Regions from separate parts of the Mus musculus genome. Here region 1 is linked to region 2. The links are chromatin contacts, called in public HiChIP or PLAC-seq maps. All regions are on one chromosome and are shown on one strand. The core of a region is the stretch at or near the end of the contact, and the rest is flanking DNA. Distances in the headings are between cores, read along the strand shown.

The links. HiChIP or PLAC-seq counts read pairs in DNA pulled down with a chosen protein or histone mark.
Region 1: a FOXA1 HiChIP or PLAC-seq map of pancreatic cancer cells shows a contact between it and region 2. The contact joins the promoter of Rep15 here to the enhancer-like site in region 2. A contact is called at or near these places in 5 of 39 promoter capture datasets (the 3T3-L1 cell line, the C10 cell line, the HPC-7 cell line and 2 more), 1 of 115 datasets of contacts at active chromatin or transcription factors (pancreatic cancer cells) and 2 of 9 other capture datasets (adipose tissue and pancreatic islet).

Annotation. Positions count from the first base shown.
Region 1 is chr6:147,030,271-147,033,906 of GRCm38.p6, reverse strand. It overlaps Rep15 (RAB15 effector protein), which reads right to left and starts at 1,370. Exons shown (of 1, transcript NM_025620.2): 1 at 389-1,370. The coding sequence starts at 1,242. The coding sequence ends at 550. It overlaps Ppfibp1 (PTPRF interacting protein, binding protein 1 (liprin beta 1)), which reads right to left. Exons shown (of 31, transcript NM_001355728.1): 31 at 1,882-3,593. The coding sequence ends at 3,507.
Region 2 is chr6:146,662,453-146,666,525 of GRCm38.p6, reverse strand. It overlaps 4930479D17Rik (RIKEN cDNA 4930479D17 gene), which reads right to left. Exons shown (of 3, transcript NR_046277.1): 2 at 2,032-2,452; 3 at 1,123-1,313. Among named protein-coding and RNA genes, the nearest start is that of 4930479D17Rik, 7.3 kb to the right of the region's middle. Within about 2 kb of position 1,420, at least 39 of the 459 cell types and tissues checked have an H3K27ac peak or open chromatin away from gene starts, as enhancers often do. A contact at or near this core is called in liver and pancreatic cancer cells, where this site is marked.

The DNA of each region.
Region 1 (3,636 bases), core at 121-2,620, 370 kb before region 2:
TGAAAATACATTCCTTACTGCGAATACACATATTTCACCGGTGACTCAGTAACTCATGGTATAGCTAACACCCAGTTGAACCCTATGTTAAATACTTTGAAAGTCCTTTATTTGTGGAGTTGCTGGGAAGAAGCAATTGTGGAGGGAGGGCTCAGAAGGTCAGCAGTGGGAAGTTTTCTTTAGGAGTCCTGAACCAAAACTGACATCCCCACCACACCTCATGAACAGTTGCTCTCCTTACAACAGCAGTAACATTTTAAGCTTGTGACTATGAGATGAGTTCAAAGACAACTTTTTTTTCCAAATCAAACTTTATGTATAATTTATCATTTTCTCTTCCAATTTTTAGTTTTGAATAAACAAAACCCAAAGTAAAATTTCCCAAGACACAGCAACAGCTATTTTTTTTTTCTTTTCTTTTCCGTAACTGGGACACTAGCAAGTTTTAACCCAGGGATCACTTTCAGTCAATGTAGGGGGTGGATAGCCCTGTGTTGGGGATTGTCCTCCTGTTCTGTCTCACAGGCCAGTCACAGCAACATGCCCAGTTTAGAGGATGCGGATGTAAACTCTGCCCATGTCACTCAGCCCATCTCTTTTACTCAGACAGTTCCCTAGCAGCTCTTTGATGGAGATACAGTCCTTTGTTTCCAGCACAAACTGCTCCACAGCCTTTCGTCCTGGCAGCTGGCTCTCCATCATCCCGTTTCTGACACTCTCCAGGACAACGCCTCTGATAGCCTTAGGTTCTCCAGGCACACCGAAGATGATAAACAGACCCAGACAGTCCTCTCCTACCAAGTTACAGAACTCTTGCAGCTTGTCAAATCTGCCTTTTTTCCAAGACTCCTCTCCCCTTGACTCACAGGATTTTGGGTCCGTCAGAGGGAGCGAAGCCATCCTCAGAGTCTGCACTGCCACCTGAAGCCGTATTTGCTTATCAGGTCCCCAGAAGGTCCAAATCCAGTCTGCTCCAAACAGCCAGGCCTGGTGCTTGGTCATCTTGGTGGTGGTGAGCCACTCATCCGCTCCCCTTTCCTGGCAGAAGGTAACGAAGTGGACGAGGAAGACCTCAGTCAGTGAACTCGCTGCAAGGCAGAGTCTGCTCAGCGGATACTCAAACCCGAGGTACTCCTTCAGCTTCTGCGCTGCATGGGAAATAGCCGCACTGACCACCTCACACATGGCAAGAACCTCCTGGCTGTCCTTCGGAGCTACCTGCTGTGAAGCCTTTTGTCCCATTTTCTCACACCCAGTAAATGCTGCTTCTAGCTATTCAGCATGTGAATGTCACCGGGAACTGCCTCTTTCTCATAGATTTTCTTCAGCAAAGCCACATCTGTTAAAGCCACCACCAGCTTCCTAATGCCACAGCTTCCTTGATGTGGCTAGCCATATAGACCCGAGGCTAGACAAACATGTGAGGGAGGGCCCCGTTTGTCAACTGGGTGTGTTGTGCTCACAGATTCCTGATGCTTGCCAAGTGACAAATGACAATTTCACACAAAACACCTGCTCTACTCCAGGTTATGTACAGGCTACATTTGATCTCTTCCTGGATGTGGCTCCTGTTTCTAAAAACTAGTCAAAATAAAACCAGCACGTGAATGTATGGGTTAGACTCCTACATTCTCCAACCAATGTCTCTAAGCTTGTGTCTCTTCTGTTTCCCTTTTTTGACGCATCTGTTCTGACCCTTCCTTCCCCAGGCAGGTTGCTGGCATTTCCTTTTATATGTACTTCTTAAGCAGAGATCTCAATTTGTCTGATTCAAAAAAACTCAATCAAACGTGCAAGTTTACAAACAAAAATCAGTTACTGTTTCCACCAGAAATGAAGACTTTGTTTTTCTGAACAAAGAAACAATGACAAATACACAAGGCAATTATCAATTGACTTTATTTCCTCTCATAAGGTAATGCAAACTTTGCATAATACTTTTGTAAATAAAATATATAATCAAAAGTTTTTAACTTTATCACATATCATCAGTTGTTACATTGTCCTTGATAAAGAATATTTGGCATCTGTAACAGTCTGCTGGTATTTTAACCAGGTTCTAATAACAAACTGAGCTTTCAAATGGTGGTATTTATTCATGTTAAACTAAAACCCCAATACAGGAAGAAGCCAATATTGTCATGAAATCATGAATGGGAGCATGTTAGCATCTGATAATTTAATTAGAAATAACCAGCAGTGTTACAAGGTTCACAATGAACAGCTTTATAACCTGCAGAGCATAAAAACGGCATACTGCTGACATTTGGAAATAGCTATCACCAGATCTATCACTGTAAAGTGACCTGTCCACCTGTCCCCCAGTGTCTAAGCTCCTGTCCAGAACACAGGGGATCTCATTTAGAGTAGCCCTGAATGAAAAGTAGATTGTCTCCAACCCTGCTGAAAACACTCATAGACACATACCACTCAACAGCTGCTTTGTAGCTTTCTATTTTCTTTACAAAAAGCCTTTGGGCCCTGTGTGACAGAAAACATGAGCAACCTGCTGTTGGACAGGATAGCCATTAGAAAATGTTCTACAGCTTTAAAATATTTGGGTTCTGATTGAAATAATACGAAGCCCCATCAGCTGACAGTCTGAGTGTAAGGTACAATCGACATGGCTAGGCAGGACTCCTTAGTTCAACATAATGATGAGTTTAGCAAAGGGAAAAAAAAAGAAACTTAAGATGTAAAGGTTCTGTTTGTTTTTTTTGTTTTTCCAAAGTTATTCTAACAAAAACTTTTCTGATGGGTATATGAGTGCATCCAAAGGCTTCAAGTTGATGTGGTAATACCCTAAAATTCTTCATTATAAAGCAAATGGAGTCAAGATTAAAGTCCAAGCTCCAAACTGCTCAGCAATTTTTGTGGGAGCCAAAGAAGTTTATCAAGTAGAATTTAGCCTGAATGGTAACACTGTTAAAATTCAGCAGTGGAAAAAAAATGGGACTCTGGTATCTTCAGGAATCAGCTGGTATATGATCATTGAAATATTGGGGTTTCTTCGTTTTAATATGATCTTTTGATCCTTGTGTCACAAAATAAAGGTTCTGCTTTCTGTATACTGTATATATACACGTATTTAGAAAAATATATAAAAATAAGACAGTGAGAGGCAAGTGGAGGTGCTGCTGGCATGGTGGCCTTGGATCTGGGGAGCAGCTCTTTCCGCTCAGACGGCTGCAGTGAACACTGATGTGGCCAGATCCTCCCTCCTGGGGATGTGAGCGAAGCACTCTGGTAAACACCCAATCGTAAATGCAACATATGTCACAGACTTTACATTAAATAGAGGCAGAGCAAGCGCACTTCCGTTCACCAGTGTCTTTTTTCTCAGTATCCTCAGAACTGGCACCATTTCCGTGTGACAGTTCTCCTTCTGAGTGAGCAGAAGACCAAACAATAAACAATGCACAACCTGTCACCTGCTGTATTCACTATCCGAGAAACCAAGTTAGAAAATGACATCTGTGCTCCTGGCATTTGCCCAGGTGCTCTGCTCAAACGTTGGAGTCTTCATCTGTGATGCTGGCACTCGGGGAGCGGGCAGCAAAATCCTTAAACATGTCATCTTCCTTTAACATGTGCTGAAAAACAAGGGACATGGAGTTACACAGAGTCCCGAGCTTA
Region 2 (4,073 bases), core at 171-2,670:
CTGGGGTCTGCAGCTTTTTGTAGCTTCATGAGTGGCTTTGTTCCTTTGAACAGCAGGATTTCCATCAGCTCATTTCCAGGCTCATGTTTTTGAGATAGCCCCTTGGGCTTTAGCATTCTGCTCCACTGATCCTTTGTGTGTGTGTGTGTGAGAGTGAGTGCACATGTGAAGGCGCAAGTATGTGCTGGGACACGTGCACGTGAGGCCAAAAGTTGATGTCCCGTGCCTTCATAGATTGCCATGCGCTTTGTATACTGGGGCAAGGTCTCTTGCTGCTGGTGCCCGATTCAGGATGTAGCACACACATACACACACACACACACACACACACACACACACACACACACACACACACAGAGAGAGAGAGAGAGAGAGAGAGAGAGAGAGAGAGAGCCCCTTGGGCTTTAGCATTCTGCTCCACTGATCCTTTGTGTGTGTGTGTGTGAGAGTGAGTGCACATGTGAAGGCGCAAGTATGTGCTGGGACACGTGCACGTGAGGCCAAAAGTTGATGTCCCGTGCCTTCATAGATTGCCATGCGCTTTGTATACTGGGGCAAGGTCTCTTGCTGCTGGTGCCCGATTCAGGATGTAGCACACACATACACACACACACACACACACACACACACACACACACACACACACACACAGAGAGAGAGAGAGAGAGAGAGAGAGAGAGAGAGTGAATGAATGAATGAATAAATAAATAAATAAATAAATAAATAAATAAATAAAAAAAAGCAAAAGTACTGATTCTCAAATGCCTTCTAAGGAATGCCGAGTACCTAGCACCCAGTACCTACTTTAGCACTGTGATGTCAAAAACCTGAAATAACTTCTACCCTGCAAGTACTTTAAGGAAGTGGGTACCTCAGTCACTCCTCTCCTTTTTTCCTTAGAAGGTAAATAAATAACGTCATTGAGCCAGTGAGATGACTCAGCAGGTCAAGGTATTTGCCATCAAGCTTGGTGACTGAGTTCATCCCTAGGGCCCACATGGATGGTGCAAGGAGAACTGGCTCCACCAAGTTGTCTTGTGACTTCCACTTGCTGTGGCACAAGTGTGCCTCAAATTAAAAAAAAAAAAGTTAAAAGAATTAAATAACACTTACTGGCTTCTTAGTGTCAGAGTATATATATTATTGAGCATATATATTATTGATACAGGCCACATGATTCGATGAGACGACTCATCACTGTTCCAGACTTAGAAGGACTTGCAGCAATGATCAGAACCCTGGCAGCTGGGACAGAGGTAGGGTTCACTCAGTGATGGAACACTGGCCTACGGTTTGCAACCTCTGGGTCCCATCTAAAAGGAGGAAAAGATAATAGGAGACACACAGTAAGGTCCCGCCTTTCATAATCCCAATGTGTACCTATTGGGCTCAAAGCCAGTGTTATATTGGTTTTCTCGGTAACTGTATGATTTTCCGGAAAACCATGAGGGTTAAAAGTCAATGCTGAATCACCACACAAGTCCTGAACTCTGCACAGCGTGCATGCCTTGGAGACTCTTCCATTGCTTTATTTAGCCAAAAATGGGAAAAACAAAACAACAACAACAACAACAAAAAACCAAAAACCCTAAAACCTGACCATGAACTTCCATCTCGGGCCTAGAAAAGCCTTCCTAAATTCCTGTGCACCCGCTGTTGTTAGAAGTAACAAGCACAAACCAGGGAGGTGAGAATAATCCATGCAATAAATAGAGCGAGCGTTAGCCTGGGTAGGGGAGAAGGCTCTCACAGCAACACTCTTGGGAAAGCGAGGATGTGCTGTGATATCTTACAGGCTGAAGCGTTGGAAGGAGCAGGTGTCAGAGAGACCACACTGGGTCAGGACCTCGGCTGGGTCCTGCGGATGCGGTGCCTGTTGTTTGGTTTTGGTTTGGGACAGATTTGCTTTCCGTAACAATGCCTTCACTGTGTGCTGAGTGAGAACCATAATTTAAAAACTGTCTATTCTACTGAGCCAGTTTATCTATATTTAACTATCTATTATAACTGTCTGTCTAGAGACTTTCTTACATTTTGAGCTCCGGCAGGAGAAAGCTGTAACTTGGAAAGAGTCCTCAAGCTGAACGAGGTGGCACAGCCTTTATCCCAGTTTGAGGCAAGAGGATCACAAATTCAAGGTTTGCCTGGACTGTAGGATGAGTTCAAGGTCAGATGATCTTGAGTCCCAGTCATACAGAGTGCTAGAGACAGCCCAGAGGCAGAGCGCTTGGCTGGAGTCCACGAACCTCTGTCTCCAGCTCAACAAAAAAGAACCATGTGACCTTTGCTCATCTTGAGTCCAGATAATAAGCAGACTTTTGAAGCGTCTGGCTAATTCTGTGGGGGAAGGCATCTCTCCTCTCAGCAGGTAGATGTGGTTTGTATGAGTCCTTCACATCCTGAGAATTCTTCTTGCCAGGTTCCAACAATTCAAACTTCCAACTCCAACAAGCTGGGGTTACAAGAGGGAGAATGAGAAGAAAAGAACTCTCTCAGCAGGAGAATGTTTACCCAGCAAGCACGAGGCCCTGGGTTCCAGCCCCAGCATCTAAGAATTTAAAATGAAGATAAAATCAGTGTTACTTACTTAAAAACAATACGCTATACCCTATAAGAACAGATACACTTTATTTCCCACACATACACATAATTTTTGAGCACAGAAAGATTTTTGTCAGTGCTGGGTTGTGATATCTTTTCCTGCTTTGTGTCAGTTATCATATAACATATTGCTTTGGTTGAAGTATGTGAAGAAGATCTGAAGAAACATTTTAGAGAGAAATATGTATTTTTTTTTAAAGTCAGGGATTGTTTATAGCCCAGGCTGGACTGATTTGTGCTGTTAGGCCAGGCTGGCCTCAAATTTGCAACAGTTCTCCTACCCCTACCCTCTTCGTGCAGGGAGGTGTGTGCCCCATGCTTGGCCAGGAGGAAGATTTTAACGCCGTTTTAGATGGTTGTCCATGTCCTTTTTTGAGACAGGGTCTTGCTGTACAGGCCAGTCTGCTCTGGATCTCACTACAGAGCACAGCTGCTTTGGCCTCTGGGATGGCATGCAGGCACTGCAATGCCTAGAGTTTAAACAATGTTTCCATACTCTGCACTTGTGTTATTGCTGATGCATATCAGAAACATCTCCAGGTATAAGGAAACTGTCACATTCACAGAGAGAATGCATGTCTTCTAAAACTTTAATTATTTACCTGAAAGCTAAAGTTTTATTATTGGCAACGGATACACTCCCTCAAAGGGACAGGATTAGTGTGACCTTACTTACTTATCTTACCAGCCTGTGCCAGTCACTAATGCACAGCAGTGCATGAAGGGAGCCGTGACTATGACACGCAGAAGTACTTTATGGATGCATATGTCACAACTGGTCCCATGGAGAACCAAGGGTATGTAGTCACGAGTCCAGACTAAAGAGTTCTTACTGCTTCATCAAATGGGCTTTTAATCAAAATAACTGTTTTTCTTTTCTCTTTTCTGAGAATGTATGCCTGTAAAGGAAATATGATAGGGCTGAGAAGCTGGCTCCTCCGGTGAGAATGCCTAATGGCCTTGCAGAGGAAGCAAGTTCAGTCCTGGAACTCACACTAGTTAGTGGCTCACAAGCATCGGTAACTCTGGCTCCAAAGGGTCTGATGCCCTCTTCAGGCTTCCAAGAGCACTGCACCCGCAGGTACAACACCCCACACAGTTGCATATACGTGTGTGTATATATAACTTAGAATAAAGTATGTATTCCAAAAGGAAAGAATACAATGACGAATTTGGTTTGGGTACTTAACACTAAGACTTGGACAATCTTTCTAACCACTGCTTTTAAAAAATACTAACACTGGGGGTGGAGAGATGGTTCAGCAGTTAAAAGCATTTGTTGCTTTTGCTGAAGACCGGGTTTCAATCTGCAACACCTACAGAGGCTCACAATCATCTCCAGTTCTAGGGATCTGATGCTCTCTTCTGACCTCTGTGGTACTGAATGCACCGGTACATGCACATACATGGAGACAAAACACCATATACATAAAATAAGAATAAACAAATCCTTTTAAAAAAGATTTATTTAT